Regions from separate parts of the Ovis aries genome. Here region 1 is linked to region 2. Evidence: chromatin contacts called from public Hi-C data. All regions are on one chromosome and are shown on one strand. Each heading gives the region's core, a stretch centred on a gene start, on an enhancer-like site or on the middle of the called end of the contact. The rest is flanking DNA. Distances are from core to core; before and after follow the strand shown. Region 1 holds the start of CDO1 (cysteine dioxygenase type 1). Region 2 has its middle 36 kb from the start of TRNAC-GCA.

Evidence for each region. Hi-C and Micro-C count contacts between places; a contact is called where the count stands out from the background.
Region 1: a contact with region 2 is called in a Hi-C map of liver, with 2.7 times the contacts expected there. The contact joins the promoter of CDO1 here to the enhancer-like site in region 2. A contact is called at or near these places in 2 of 16 Hi-C or Micro-C datasets (liver and mixed tissues).

Annotation. Positions count from the first base shown.
Region 1 is chr7:4,666,535-4,673,257 of ARS-UI_Ramb_v3.0, reverse strand. CDO1 (cysteine dioxygenase type 1) reads left to right here and starts at 2,750. Exons shown (of 5, transcript XM_015096777.3): 1 at 2,750-3,143; 2 at 5,788-5,865. The coding sequence starts at 2,974.
Region 2 is chr7:4,559,134-4,565,499 of ARS-UI_Ramb_v3.0, reverse strand. No RefSeq gene overlaps it. Among named protein-coding and RNA genes, the nearest start is that of TRNAC-GCA, 36 kb to the right of the region's middle. Within about 2 kb of position 2,054, at least 7 of the 54 cell types and tissues checked have an H3K27ac peak or open chromatin away from gene starts, as enhancers often do. A contact at or near this core is called in liver, where this site is marked.

The DNA of each region.
Region 1 (6,723 bases), core at 1,501-4,000, 110 kb before region 2:
CAAGGAAAGGCAATGCCAAAGAATGTTCAAACTACCATACAGTTGCGCTCATTTCGCATGCTAGCAAGGTAATCCTCAAAATCCTTCAAGGTAGGCTTCAACAGTACGTGAACCAAGAACTTCCAGATGTACAAGCTGGATTTAGAAAAGGCAGAAGAACCAGAGGTCAAATTGCCAACATCTGTTGTATCAAAGGAAAAGCAAGGGAATAATTTTTTTTTTAAATCTATTTCTGCTTCTTTGACTATGCTAAAGTTTTTGACTGTGTAAGTCACAACAAAAAGTGGAAAATTCTTAAAGGAGATGGGAATACCAGACCACCTTACCTGTCTCCCGAGAAACCTGTATACAGGTCAAGAAGCAACAGAACGACATGGAACAACTGACTGGTTCAAAATTGGGAAAGGAGTACGTCAAGGCTGTATATTGTCACCATGCTTATTTAACTTATATACAGAGTATATCATGTGAAAGGCTGGGCTGGATGAAGCACAAGCTGGAATCAAGGTTGCCGGGAGAAATATCAACAACCTCAGATATGTGGATGATACCACTCTAATGGCAAAAAGCGAAGAGCAAGTAAAGAGCCTTTTGATGAGGGTGAAAGAGGAAAGCAAAAAACCTGACTTAAAACTAAACATTCAAAAACTAAGATTATGGCATCTGATCCCATCACTTCATGGCAAATAGAAGGGGGAAAAGTGGAAACAGTGACAGATTTTACTTTCTTGGGCTTCCAAATCACTGCAGACAATGACTGCTACCACGAAATTAAAAGACGCATGCTCCTTGGAAGAGACATCACTTTGCCAATAAAGGTCTGTATAGTCAAAGCTATGTGTTTTCCAGTAGTTGTGTAAGGATGTGAAAGTTGGACCATAAAGAAGGCTGAGTGCCAAAGAATTGATGCTTTAGAATTGTGGTGTTAGAGAAGACTCTTGAGAGTCCCCTGGACTGCAAGGAGATCAAACCAGTCAATCCTAAAGGAAATCAACCCTGCATATTCATTGAAAGGACTGATGCTGAAGCTGAAGCTCCAATACTTTGGCCACCTGATGCGAAGAACTGACTGATTGGAAAAGACCCTGATGCTGGGAAGGATTGAGAGCAAGAGAAGGGGGCAACAGAGGATGAGATGGTTGGATGGCATCATCAGTTCAATGGACATGAGTTTGAGCAAACTCAGGAAGATAGTGAGGGACAGGAAAGCCTGGTGTGCCGCATTTCGTGGGGTTGCAAAGAGTAGGACTTAGCAACTGAACAACAACAGGAAACATAAGAATAAAAAATTTTGAGCAAATGACTAAAAGGGTACAAATTTTTAGTACTTTGTCCTATAATTCTTTAACCACCTCTGCAACACACACCACAAAAGGTTGGCTTCTGGAGTACTAACATGTATAACAATATATACAGATATTCGTACATATGTGCTACTGCTGAGTCACTTCAGCCGCGTCTGATTCTGCGCAACCCCATAGACGGCAGCCCACCAAGCTCCCTCCTCCCTGGGATTCTCCAGGCAAGAACACTGGAGTGGGTTGCCATTTCCTTCTCCAATGCGCGAGAGTGAAAAGTGAAAGTGAAGTCGCTCAGTCGTGTCCCACTCTTAGCGACCCCATGGACTGCGGCCTTCCAGGCCCCTCCGCCCATGGGATTTTCCAGGCAAGAGTCCTGGAGTGGGGTGCTATTGCCTTCTCTGTCATACATATGTACATACATATAAATACCTTGGAGCAAAATCTAGGAAAAACAAACCAGTCTTCCAGAAGTCTAGACTTTTAATAAACCCTAATCTATCTATAGTAAGAAAGAAGGATTCTCTACTTGACTTTTTTCTGTCCTTCACTTTTATTTTCATTCATACCTAATTTGTGTTCATCTCAAAGCTTGCTGTGTGCTATGCAGAACATAGAAATGCATTTTCTTGTGTGTATTACTGGTACCAACAAGTGCCAGTGGTATTATCCTTTAAGCACAAGCCTAAAATTGAGATATTGAAGTAACTAGAACGCTTTAAATTTCTTTGACCCATTACTGGAAACATCAGGTCTTTGCATTGAATATATTATTAAGGAACTGTTTTATTTTAAAAATCAGAGGGATACCCGGCCTTCTATTGTTTCACTAGGTTGCCCTAGACACAAGCTTCCCTTGTCAAACTGTAATTTAAAGTACAACACATTCAAATTTTTTTAAAGAAGATTTTGATTTATTTTCACCTAGCCTTGAAGCACATTATCGATGGTTTCAATCGGCAGAACAGTCGCTCTCCAGCCTTAGGTGTGCAATCCATCCTCAACCTTTGCGAACTGTTCACAATCCCTCGGCTCCATTTAGAAGAAAATCCCCTTTCTTTCCCGTTTCTTCCTCCCAATCGCCCTCCCCTTCTCCGGACCCCTTCTGTCGACGTCCAAGCACTGTGAACCGAGGCTGCAGAGCGGAGCCTCAGGGAGCTGGGCGGGGGAGAAGGGTTTGGATGCGCCGCCAAAAGGCGCCTTGCTCCGGGGGGTTGTGCAGAGACTGCGCGAAGCCCACCGCAAGCGCTGCGACCCGCGAGGACAGCGTTCCGCCAGGGCGAGGGTGCCGAGAGAGCCTGGGCCGTCTGCGTGGGCCTTACCCGCACACTTCTCTCCGCTTTAAGCCCTCTTCTCAGGTCGCTTCCCGCTTCTCCCCACCCTCCGAGGGACGTTGGTACATTCCCGCCGATTCCGAGAGCTTTAAAAGGGCCCTGGGAGGCTGAACCTACGAGGTTGGGTCCGGATTTGTGTGCGCAGCGCGTACCCAGACCCGCCAGGGCGGGTATCTTGGCACGGGCTTCTTTACGCCGTGGCCCTCGTGCACTCGGGGGCTTTGTGTCGCGTGTAACTGTCTAGCTAGCGCCTAGGAACTCTCGCCTCCGGCTCCTCGGCTCGCTCAGCTCCTCCTTCTTCGCAGCCCGGCAGCGAGCCGCGCGCCGCCAGTTACTCGGGGATGGAGCGGACCGAGGTGCTGAAGCCCCGCACCCTGGCTGATCTGATCCGCGTCCTGCACCAGCTCTTCGCCGGCGAGGAGATCAACGTGGAGGAGGTGCAGGCCGTCTTGGAAGCCTACGAGAGCAACCCCGCCGAGTGGGCGGTGTACGCCAAGTTCGACCAGTACAGGTGAGCGCGTTCTCGCCCGGGTCTCCGAGGCTCCGCGGCGCCGGCCTCCCGGCCCAACGGCGAACGGCGCGGGAGGAGGGGGTTCGACCGCCGCGGAGCGCCCACCCTCGCGGTGCTCCCAGCCGGCTCCCGCACCCCGGCCCCGCGCCTCCATGCCCGCGAGCCCTGGGGCCTGCGCTCGGCGCTTCGGGCCGAAGGTGGGTCCCACCGGCCCGAGACTGCGACAGGCTCCCGGAGGGGAGGACACCGCTGCAAGTTTTCTCTTCTCTTCTCGTTGATCAACCCCTCGGTTTCCGAACAGCCACTCCTCCCAACCTTGGCGTCCAGAGCAGTAGCCCTCCACCCGCCCCCCACCCCGCTCTGGAGCCTTCGCTCGCCTAGCCCGCGGAGAAGATGCGGGGAGCCCCAGGGGGCTGGACGCCCTCAGGCTCGGACTGGCTGGACTAACCCGGGGTGCTCCTAGGAGAAGGTCCAACAGCGGTCCGGAGAAAGGGGTGACTGTGGCAGACGCAATTAAGCGACATTAATTCTCACCACTTCTCCCTCGATCGCCTGCAACCAGGCGTCCGCCGGCAAGCATTTTTGCTAATATAAAATAACGACCTGGGGTTGTCAGCTGTTTTTCAGTCTATGCTGATCCCTCTCCCAAAGCAATGTGTCTCCCCCGACTGCAGGTTTATTTAAAACCACTGTTTGGTTCTCAAATGAGTGCTTCTCTTTCAGCCCCCAAGCCATATGCTGTTTCTTATCCTTTAGATCTGAGAGTCTGGAATGTAAATTGAAGACCCCTCCCCCGCCCCCCGCCGCCGCTCCTCAGCTGTGCTAGAGTGAGATGAACCGGGTGGCTGCTCATTGCAGCCCTGGCTCGGAGATTGAGTAAAATTGAAACGTGAAGCACCACCAATCCTCTGGGGAGAGAAGTAAAATTTAATCACCCGGAAGAGTGAGGATTGCTTTTTCCGAAGGGTAGCCAGCGCTTGGGTCATAATGGTTGGTTGTGTTGAGGGCGGGGAGGGCTCTGGTACTCTTCCGATGACTTGACTCCTGAGCTAACTTATTACCTCACAACGGTTCTGTGACATAGGTGCCATTCTTATCCCTGTTTTACAGGGGAGGAGGAGGAGGTAATGAGAGGGTTGATTACCTGCATAAGAACTAATGTCCAGGATTCAAATTAGCATTCTTGTTCCCGAGCCTACACTCTAAACCACTACTAAACTTCTTACAGACATAAGGTGCCATCATAGTTTTCTTCTACCTAGATTTATTATTGACCAAGTGAAATCAGTTAACCAGGATAGCTTGTAAGAGCTTTTAATCTGTAGAACAAGGGCATTTCCAAGGCCTTGAATTTACCTTGATCGACAAGCTGGAAACCACTTGATACCTTTGGATTGACCTATTCCACAGGTTTCTGAAGCACGCCTCAGTAAGATGATGGGTACTGTAGCTGGAGGAGGGAGGGAGATGGGAGAACAGAAATCAATGCCATATTTTGTGCATGTATCAAGTGTCCCAGTACAGTGAAGGAGTTTGATCTCTGGCCTTGGGATGGCCAGTGCGGAAGAAGCAACGCAGAGAAAGTGCTAGGCAGTAAATTCTCTGCAAGAAGCGCCAGCAAGAGGAGGCCCCTAGGACGGGGGAAGGAGAATAGGATCGCTAGTACAGAAACCGTTTCCCAGGGTCAAGGGCCACGCGCACGGCCCCTGGCAGATCATAAAGGGCTGCAAAGTAAGGATAACTGTCCTCGAATCCACTAATCAATCTCAGGGATCCTGCTCTGCCAGCACCTGGCCGCTAGCCGAGGGGAGGAGGGGGCGTGTGGGGCACAGTGAGCAGATGAGCTTGTGAACAAACAAAATGGGATAAGGATTTCTTTCCTTAAAAATGAGTTTAAATAAATGTCTTAATTACCTAACTTTGTTAATTGGAGGGCATCAAGAGAACCCGCTAGACCAACAGAAACTTTAAAGTTGATTTTTTGAGGTGGGGTGGTGTGGGTGGGGTTGTTTTGAAATTTTTGGAGGCCAATTGCTAGTTTCTCTTCACTGTAAAAGGTTTAGGGTATTATTTTACTTCACAAGTATAGTGACTTTTGTCCTGGTACTTAGGTCCCTCAGTGGAGGATTTTTCATTATGACGCTTTTGAATGTGCCTGTCGGTTGTGTCTTGGCTGTAGTAAAACTAAGGAGAATTCTAGAACAGCTATTTAATAAAACCTTGGTTCTCAAATTCTGGTGTAGCTACAGGGAAGAGGAAAAAAGACAATAGCAGCATTCTTGCTTAGAGCAGTAATGTACTTTGAAAATGCTTTCTGTGAGAAACTTTTATTTTTGTTTTTATCAGTTTGAGGCTGTCACCTGAAAAATCAAGGAATTTGAGGGTTTTTTGGTTACCTTTTTCATGCCACTGATTGAAACTGAGTAGCTGTCTGTGAACAATGATTCAAAATACAAAAATGTCTAAAATGAGCCATAGAAAAATATTCGCTTTCATTTGTGCTCAATCTCTAACTAGACAACCACATTTAAAGTCGCTGAGAGGTAAAAACATTAGCATTTGTAAATTAATGATGCTGTATGGCATTTTTCTCCCAGTGCTTGTCTCATTAAACAAATTCCAACTTCCTAAATGTTCTTTTTAGGTATACTCGAAATCTTGTGGATCAAGGAAATGGAAAATTTAACCTCATGGTTCTATGCTGGGGTGAAGGACACGGCAGGTAAGACAACTGCTCGTCTGGATATCGATTACAGTGCTTAGTCCAGCATATGAAAAGTGCCGAGTGGAGGAGCTGCGTGTCTGTGAGCACTAATGCATCCCAGATTGCTCACAGTGCTCCCTGACCCCAGCAAAACTCCTCATGGGAATTAGCATGAGGTTTAGCATATACCATGTATGAGAGACCTGCCCCTCAAATGAGTGGTGAATCAAAGGAGGTGGTGGGAAGTAACCGGCTTAATTTGAACCTCTGTGTTCTCTGGAGTTAAACTTTCTATGGAATTATGCTAAAACTTGACCTTTGTGGTGCTTTGAAGTGTGTAAACAATTGTCGGGCCAAAGACCAAAGCATCCAGATGTGAAACTAGAAAAACAATTTGGAAAATTGCTTTCTACTTCAAGCTGATTGTTTCTTTTCTTTATATAGAAATGAGGTAACTTAGACTAATACCAGTTCTTGGTTCTGTAATTTTTCCTCAGCTTATGCATTTGCAAGTCTTACTACCAGTCAAGGATAATTACCTCTTTAAGCAGGTCCTCCTCAGTCTTTTGAAAATGGTAAAACAAACAAGCAATAATCCAGACCCATTTTTGGTACAAGAAAGGAAACATGAGTTTATAAGATTTTGGAAAGTTAGGTTTATAGAGTGCATTTGCTTATCTGTCTAGAATGAAGTTGTTTTCATCCTCTCAAAATTTTTTGAAAGCAGATTATATATTAGGAGTAGGATGATGCTCTGTGACTTAGGAAGCAAGTTCTTATGGTACATATATGGGTTAACAGGATTCAACATACGAAATGAATGCTGTAGTGTATACAAATTCGTACCTTTTAATCAACCCTATAGCTAATACTACT
Region 2 (6,366 bases), core at 805-3,304:
TATATGGCAAAAGAGACTTTGCAGATATAGTGAGGATTGTGAATCTTGATATGGATCTTATTTGACTAGGATGAATCTAACTGTATAAGCTGTTAAAAGTGGGAGAAGGTGAAAGAGTCAGTCAGAGAGACATGTCAGAATTGGAATTTTGCAGGTGAGATTCAGTGCCTGAGGGGTACTCACCCAACCTTCTGTTTATGGCTTTGAGGTTGGAGGAAAGAGATCATGAGTCAAGGAACGCGGGCAACCTCTAGAACTGAGGTAAGTACCTCCAGCTGACAGTCAGCAAAGAAGTGGGTACTTCAGTACTGCAACCATAAGGAACTGAGTTCTCCCAACTACCCATGTGCTGGAGGATATAGATTGTCCCATAGAGCCTTCAGAAAGAAATGCAGCCCTGCTGACACCTTGACTTTAACCCAGTGAGGCTCATTCTAGACTTCTGACATGGAGAACTATAAGATAATAAATTTTTTGTTGCTTCAGTTCAGTTCAGTCGCTCAGTCATGTCCGACTCTTTGCAACCCCATGAACCACAGCATGCCAGGCCTCCCTGTCCATCACCAACTCCCAGAGTCCACCCAAAGCCATGTCCATCGAGTCAGTGATGCCATCCAACCTTCTCATCCTCTGTCATCACCTTCTCCTCCTGCCCCCAATCCCTCCCAGCATCAGGGTCTTTTCCAGTGAGTCAACTCTTTGCATCAGGTGGCCAAAGTATTGGAGTTTCAGCTTCAGCATCAGTCCTTCCAGTGAACACCCAGGACTGATCTCCTTCAGAATGGACTGGTTGGATCTCCTTGCACTCCAAGGGACTCTCAAGAGTCTTCTCCAACACCACAGTTCAAAAGCATCAATTCTTCAGTGCTCAGCTTTCTTTATAGTCCAACTCTCATATCCATACATGACTACTGGAAAAACCATATCCTTGACTAGACAGACCTTTGTTGGCAAAGTAACGTCTCTGCTTTTTAATATGCTGTCTAGATTGGTCGTAACTTTCCTTCCAAGGAGTAAGCATCTTTTAATTTCATGGCTGCAGTCACCATCTGCAGTGATTTTGGAGCCCCCCAAAATAAAGTCAGCCACTGACTTTTTCTACTGTTTCCCCATCTATTTGCCATGAAGTGATGGGACTGGATGCTATGATCTTCGTTTTCTGAATGAGCTTTAAGCCAACTTTTTCACTCTCCTCTTTCACTTTCATCAAGAGGCTCTTTAGTTCCTCTTCACTTTCTGCCATAAGGGTGGTGTCATCTGCATATCTGAGGTTATTGATATTTCTCCCGGCAATCTTAATTCCAGGTTGTGCTTCTTCCAGCCCAGTGTTTCTCATGATGTACTCTGCATAGAAGTTAAATAAGCAGGGTGACAATATACAGCCTTAACGTACTCCTTTTCCTATTTGGAACCAGTCTGTTGTTCCATGTCCAGTTCTAACTGTTGCTTCCTGAGCTGCGTAGCGGTTTCTCAAGAGGCAGGTTAGGTGGTCTGGTATTCCCATTTCTTTCAGAATTTTCCACAGTTTATTGTGATCCACACAGTCAAAGGCTTTGGCATAGTTTTGTTGCTTAAGAGTCTAAAATAATGGTAATTTGTTTGAGCAGCAGTATAAAACTAATACATGGAAATAAAGACAAAAGCTTCATTTAATTTCATTCATTCATTTATTCAGTTTTCAACATTCACTGAGCAGCTATAGTGAGTGAGTCTCTGAGCCAGTTGCTAGTAATAAAAGCATGAGTAAGATACTGTCCTGGCTCTCAGCTTATTTAGACAAAGTCAGTGGAATGACCAGAAAAAGTTTCAAACTACCTAAACAACTTGTTCTGGCTTAATTCTCTGAACTACTCCACCTCTCCTCTTGCTTGCAATTTCAAAACAATTAGTCATAGGAGAGGTGTGGCATGTTTTGCAAACTCACTGGCATGGATGTAGTTGAGCAATCCAAAGAAAATCTAATGGATTTTCCCCCTTGGTCTATTTCCAATAAGATCTTGGCTTTGGTGCCCTTTGGGGTAGAGCTTTGGCTGCTTAATAAACATACCATCATGCTGCTGCTGCCCAGTGACACAGTGACATCCTTCTTCTTCAGAAGAGTAGTCTCTTGGTGGTTGCCTAGGTCAGGGCTCCTCGAGCCTTGGTGGGCCTAAAAATCGTCTGGGAGGCTTGTTAAAACACAGATTCCTGGGTTCCGTTCCTGAGATTCTGACTCAGGAAGTCTAGCCTGGGGCCCAAGAATCTCAATTTATTTTAAAAATTTATTAATAAATAAATGCTGGTATTTATTTAATAATTTTAATATTAATATTAAATATAATAAATATTTACTTGTTCCAAGTCTTAGTTGTGCCTTAAAGGATCTTTTCTTTATGGTTGCAGTATGTGAGGTCTTCAGCTGCAGCATGCAAGCTCTTCATTGCAGATGTGGGATCTAGTTCCCTGACCAGGGGTCAAAAAGCAGCCCCTCTGCATTGGAAGCATGGCGTCTTAGCCACTGGGTCACAGGGGAATCCCCAGAACCGGGATTGCTAACAAGCTCCTGGATGATGCTTCCTGTCCACAGGCCTCACTTGCAGTGTCTTCAGTGGATCAGTTCAGTTCAGTTCAGTTGCTCAGTCATGTCTGATTCTTTGCGACCCCATGAATCGCAGCACACCAGGCCTCCCTGTCCATCACCAACTCCGGGAGTTCACTCAAACTCACGTCCATCGAGTCAGTGATACCATCCAGCCATCTCATCCTCTGTCTTCCCCTTTTCCTCCTGCCCCCAATCCCTCCCAGCATCAGAGTCTTTTCCAATGAGTCAACTCTTCGCATGAGGTGGCCAAAGTACTGGAGTTTCAGCTTTAGCATCAGTCCTTCCAAAGAACACCCAGGACTGATCTCCTTTAGAATGGACTGGTTGGATCTCCTTGCAGTCCAAGGGACTCTCAAGAGTCTTCTCCAACACCACAGTTCAAAAGCATCAATTCTTCGGTGCTCAGCTTTCTTCACAGTCCAACTCTCACATCCATACATGACCACTGGAAAAACCATAGCCTTGACTAGACGTACCTTTGTTGGCAAAGTAATGTATCTGCTTTTGAATATGCTATCTAGGTTGGTCATAACTTTCCTTCCAAAGAGTAAGCGTCTTTTAATTTCATGGCTGTAGTCACCATCTGCAGTGATTTTGGAGCCCCCCAAAATAAAGTCTGACATTGTTTCCACTGTTTCCCCATCTATTTCCCATGAAGTGATGGGACCAGATGCCATGTGGATCACTCCTTGTTTATTAATGAGCATGGCTTATGGAGCCTGGATGGTCAGAAGCAGACAAACCTCAAAAACATGCAGCATTTCTGCCAGTTGGTGCCGTACTTTTGAACCCTGAACCCTGATAGTCCTCCACCCTGGTCCTTCTCACTTTGGTTCTCAGATGGCACTTCCCAGTCCTCCTATGATCACCCAAGATGCACAGCAACTTGCTGCAAACTCAGACCACTGAGAAGTGAGGGAGAGGAGGAGAGTATGAGTGGTGTTCCTCTAGCCCATAAGTCTTGATGTCCTTGCATCATAAACAGCATCCTCACCGATAAGGCAAAATGAAAGACTGAAATCTTCACTTACGCAACTCAGCGTGGGTGCAAAGGGCATGTCCCACTGAGGGACACGCAAAGGGATTACACAATGCGCTCTGCAGACACTGAGACAGCACATGATATAGCAGCCTCTCCTCAACTCCAACAGTTAATATCCCCTCACCAAGCTCTGTTGTCCTTTATTCCGTTGCTGCCATCCTTCGCTGAACTTTTTAAAGTCCAAGGACACCCTAGAATGTATTGGCCCAGACAAATGCGAATGAGTTACTGCTCAGTTCTCTGTCATTGTCCTTCTCAGGATCTTGTCCTTCTCAAGATCAAGAACAAGATCTCATGTCCTTCCTGAGCTAGAAAATGGCCACAAGTCTGAATACATTCCAGGCAATAACTGTGGATTCCTAAACTGATATTTATACAAATCTCATCATTTTGATAGGCTGGATGAGGATGGTTCCTCTGTTTAAGATTCAGAAACATAAAATGGGATTTGGGTCTATTGCTTAGAAAAATCCCGTTGAAATTCCCAAACATCCTCTTTGTCATTTAAAGAGGAGAAATGTCATAAATAAGGGCTTTGTAAATACTGCTTGCTTGATTAAAAGGAAAAAATCATGTTTCTTGTAAAAATTTGTTTTCACTTAAGTTTTCTTTCTAAAAAAAAGATACATCTAGAGTTTTAGGAAGATGGTTTATCTCTAGATGGCTGCGGCATTGTTATTTTCTTTACGCTCAGTCGCTCAGTCGTATCCAACTCTTTGTGACCCTTTCTTTATGCTAGGTCTTTACAAAATAAAAAAGACTTGTTTGACATATGGACTATTAATCTCATAACAGGAGTAAAAGACCATTATTACTTTTATCTGTGAAATTAACCTTAGTGGGGTTTTTTTGCTCATTTAAAAAAATTTAGTTGATGTAAAATATTGTATATTATGGATATACAATATAGTGATTCACAGTTCTTAAAAGTTATAATCCATTTATAGTTATTACCCTATGTTGCCTGCCCCCTTCCCTGTCCTCACTGGTGACTGCTAGTTTGTTCTCTGTATCAGAGAATCTGCCTCCTTTTTGTAATATTCACTAGTTTGTTTGTTTTAGATTCCACAAGTAAGTGCTATCATAAAGGATTTGTCTTTCTTTGACATTTCACTTAGCATAATGCCCTCCAAGTCTATCCATGTTGCTGCAAATGGCAAAATTTCATTCTTTTTAATGGTTGAGCAATATTCCATTGTACATATATAATATACATATACACACATCTTCTATATCCATTCATCTGTTGATGGCTATTAAGGCTGATTCCATATAAGATGGCTTACCTTTCTTGGCATAAGAATTATTTACTGACATTAAAATTGTATACATCTGAACTTTAGTTTTATTTGCTCTAAAGTAAAATTTCCTAACTTATTTTGTATCATGAACCTCTCTGGAACTGTTGATGTCTCCAGGCCTTTGCTAAGAATAACGTTTTATTTGTGTATGTATCTGGCTGTGCTGGGTCTCAGCTATGGCATGTGGGATCTTCAATATTTGCTGCTGCATGAGGGGTCTTTTCCTTTCAGCCTGTGGGGTCTTTGCAACATGTGAACACTTAGTTGCAGCATCTGCATCTAGCTACTTGGCTGGGGATAGGACCTGGGCCTCCTGCACTGGAGTGCAGTCTTGGCCACTGGGCAACCAGAAAAGTTCCCAAGAATAATGTTTTAAATGCATGAAAAGCACGACTTTTAGGGAAAAAATAAAAATAATTATTTAAAAATACAGTTACCTAAATATTAAATCAAATTTATGATATAATGATATGCTTCTTTGGGCTTTCCTGGTAGTTCAGATGGTAAAGAGTCCGCCTGCAATGTGGGAGACCTGGGTTCGATCCCTGGTTGGGAAGATCCCCTGGAGGAGAGCACGGCAACCCACTCCAGTACTCTTGCCTGGAGAATCCCGACCGATAGAGGAGCCTGGCGGGCTACAGTCCATGGGGTCACAGAGAGTCGGAGACGACTGAGCGACTAAGCACAATGTGCCTCTCTAAGTTATGGCCTAGCAGCAGGCTCACTGCCTACTATAATTTTGATGTAGTGATGAGCAGAAACAGTATTTTGAGGTATCTGCAAGAACTAATGAATGGGTATGATTTCTGTTGGAGATATAAATACCCTTGTCTATTACTGTGGCTTGCTGTCTGCATCCTTTTTTCTTAATTAGAGGGTAATTACTCAACCATTGTGTGATTGTTTTTGCCATACCTCAAAATGAATTGGCATTAGGCATATATGTATGTCCCCTCCCTCTTCAATCCCGCTTCCACCTCCCTCCCCACCCTCCCCTCTGGGTTGTTAGAGAGCACTGGCTCTGGATTCCCTGGGTCACACATCAGACTCCCACTGGCTGTCTGTTTTACATATGGTGATGTATATGTTTCAGTGCTGTTCTCTCATATCATCCCGCGTCTCCTTCCCCCCTGTGTCCAAAATGTCTGACGTGTCTCCTTTGCTGCCCTTTAAGTAGGAGCGTCAGTACTATCTTTCTAGATTCCATATAGGTGCGTTAATATGTCTACATTTTTAATTGAAGGAAATTCTAAATTTCAAAGAGGTTAGTGAAAATACAATTCTGTCCATCCAGGCCCATAGATTCCCGGCATGCTATGCTAAGTCACTTCAGTCATGTCTGACTTTGTGACCCTATGGACTGTAGCCCGCCAGGCTCTTCTGTGCATGGGGTTCTCCAGGCAAGAATACTGGAGTGGGTTGCCATTCCCTTCTCCAGGGGA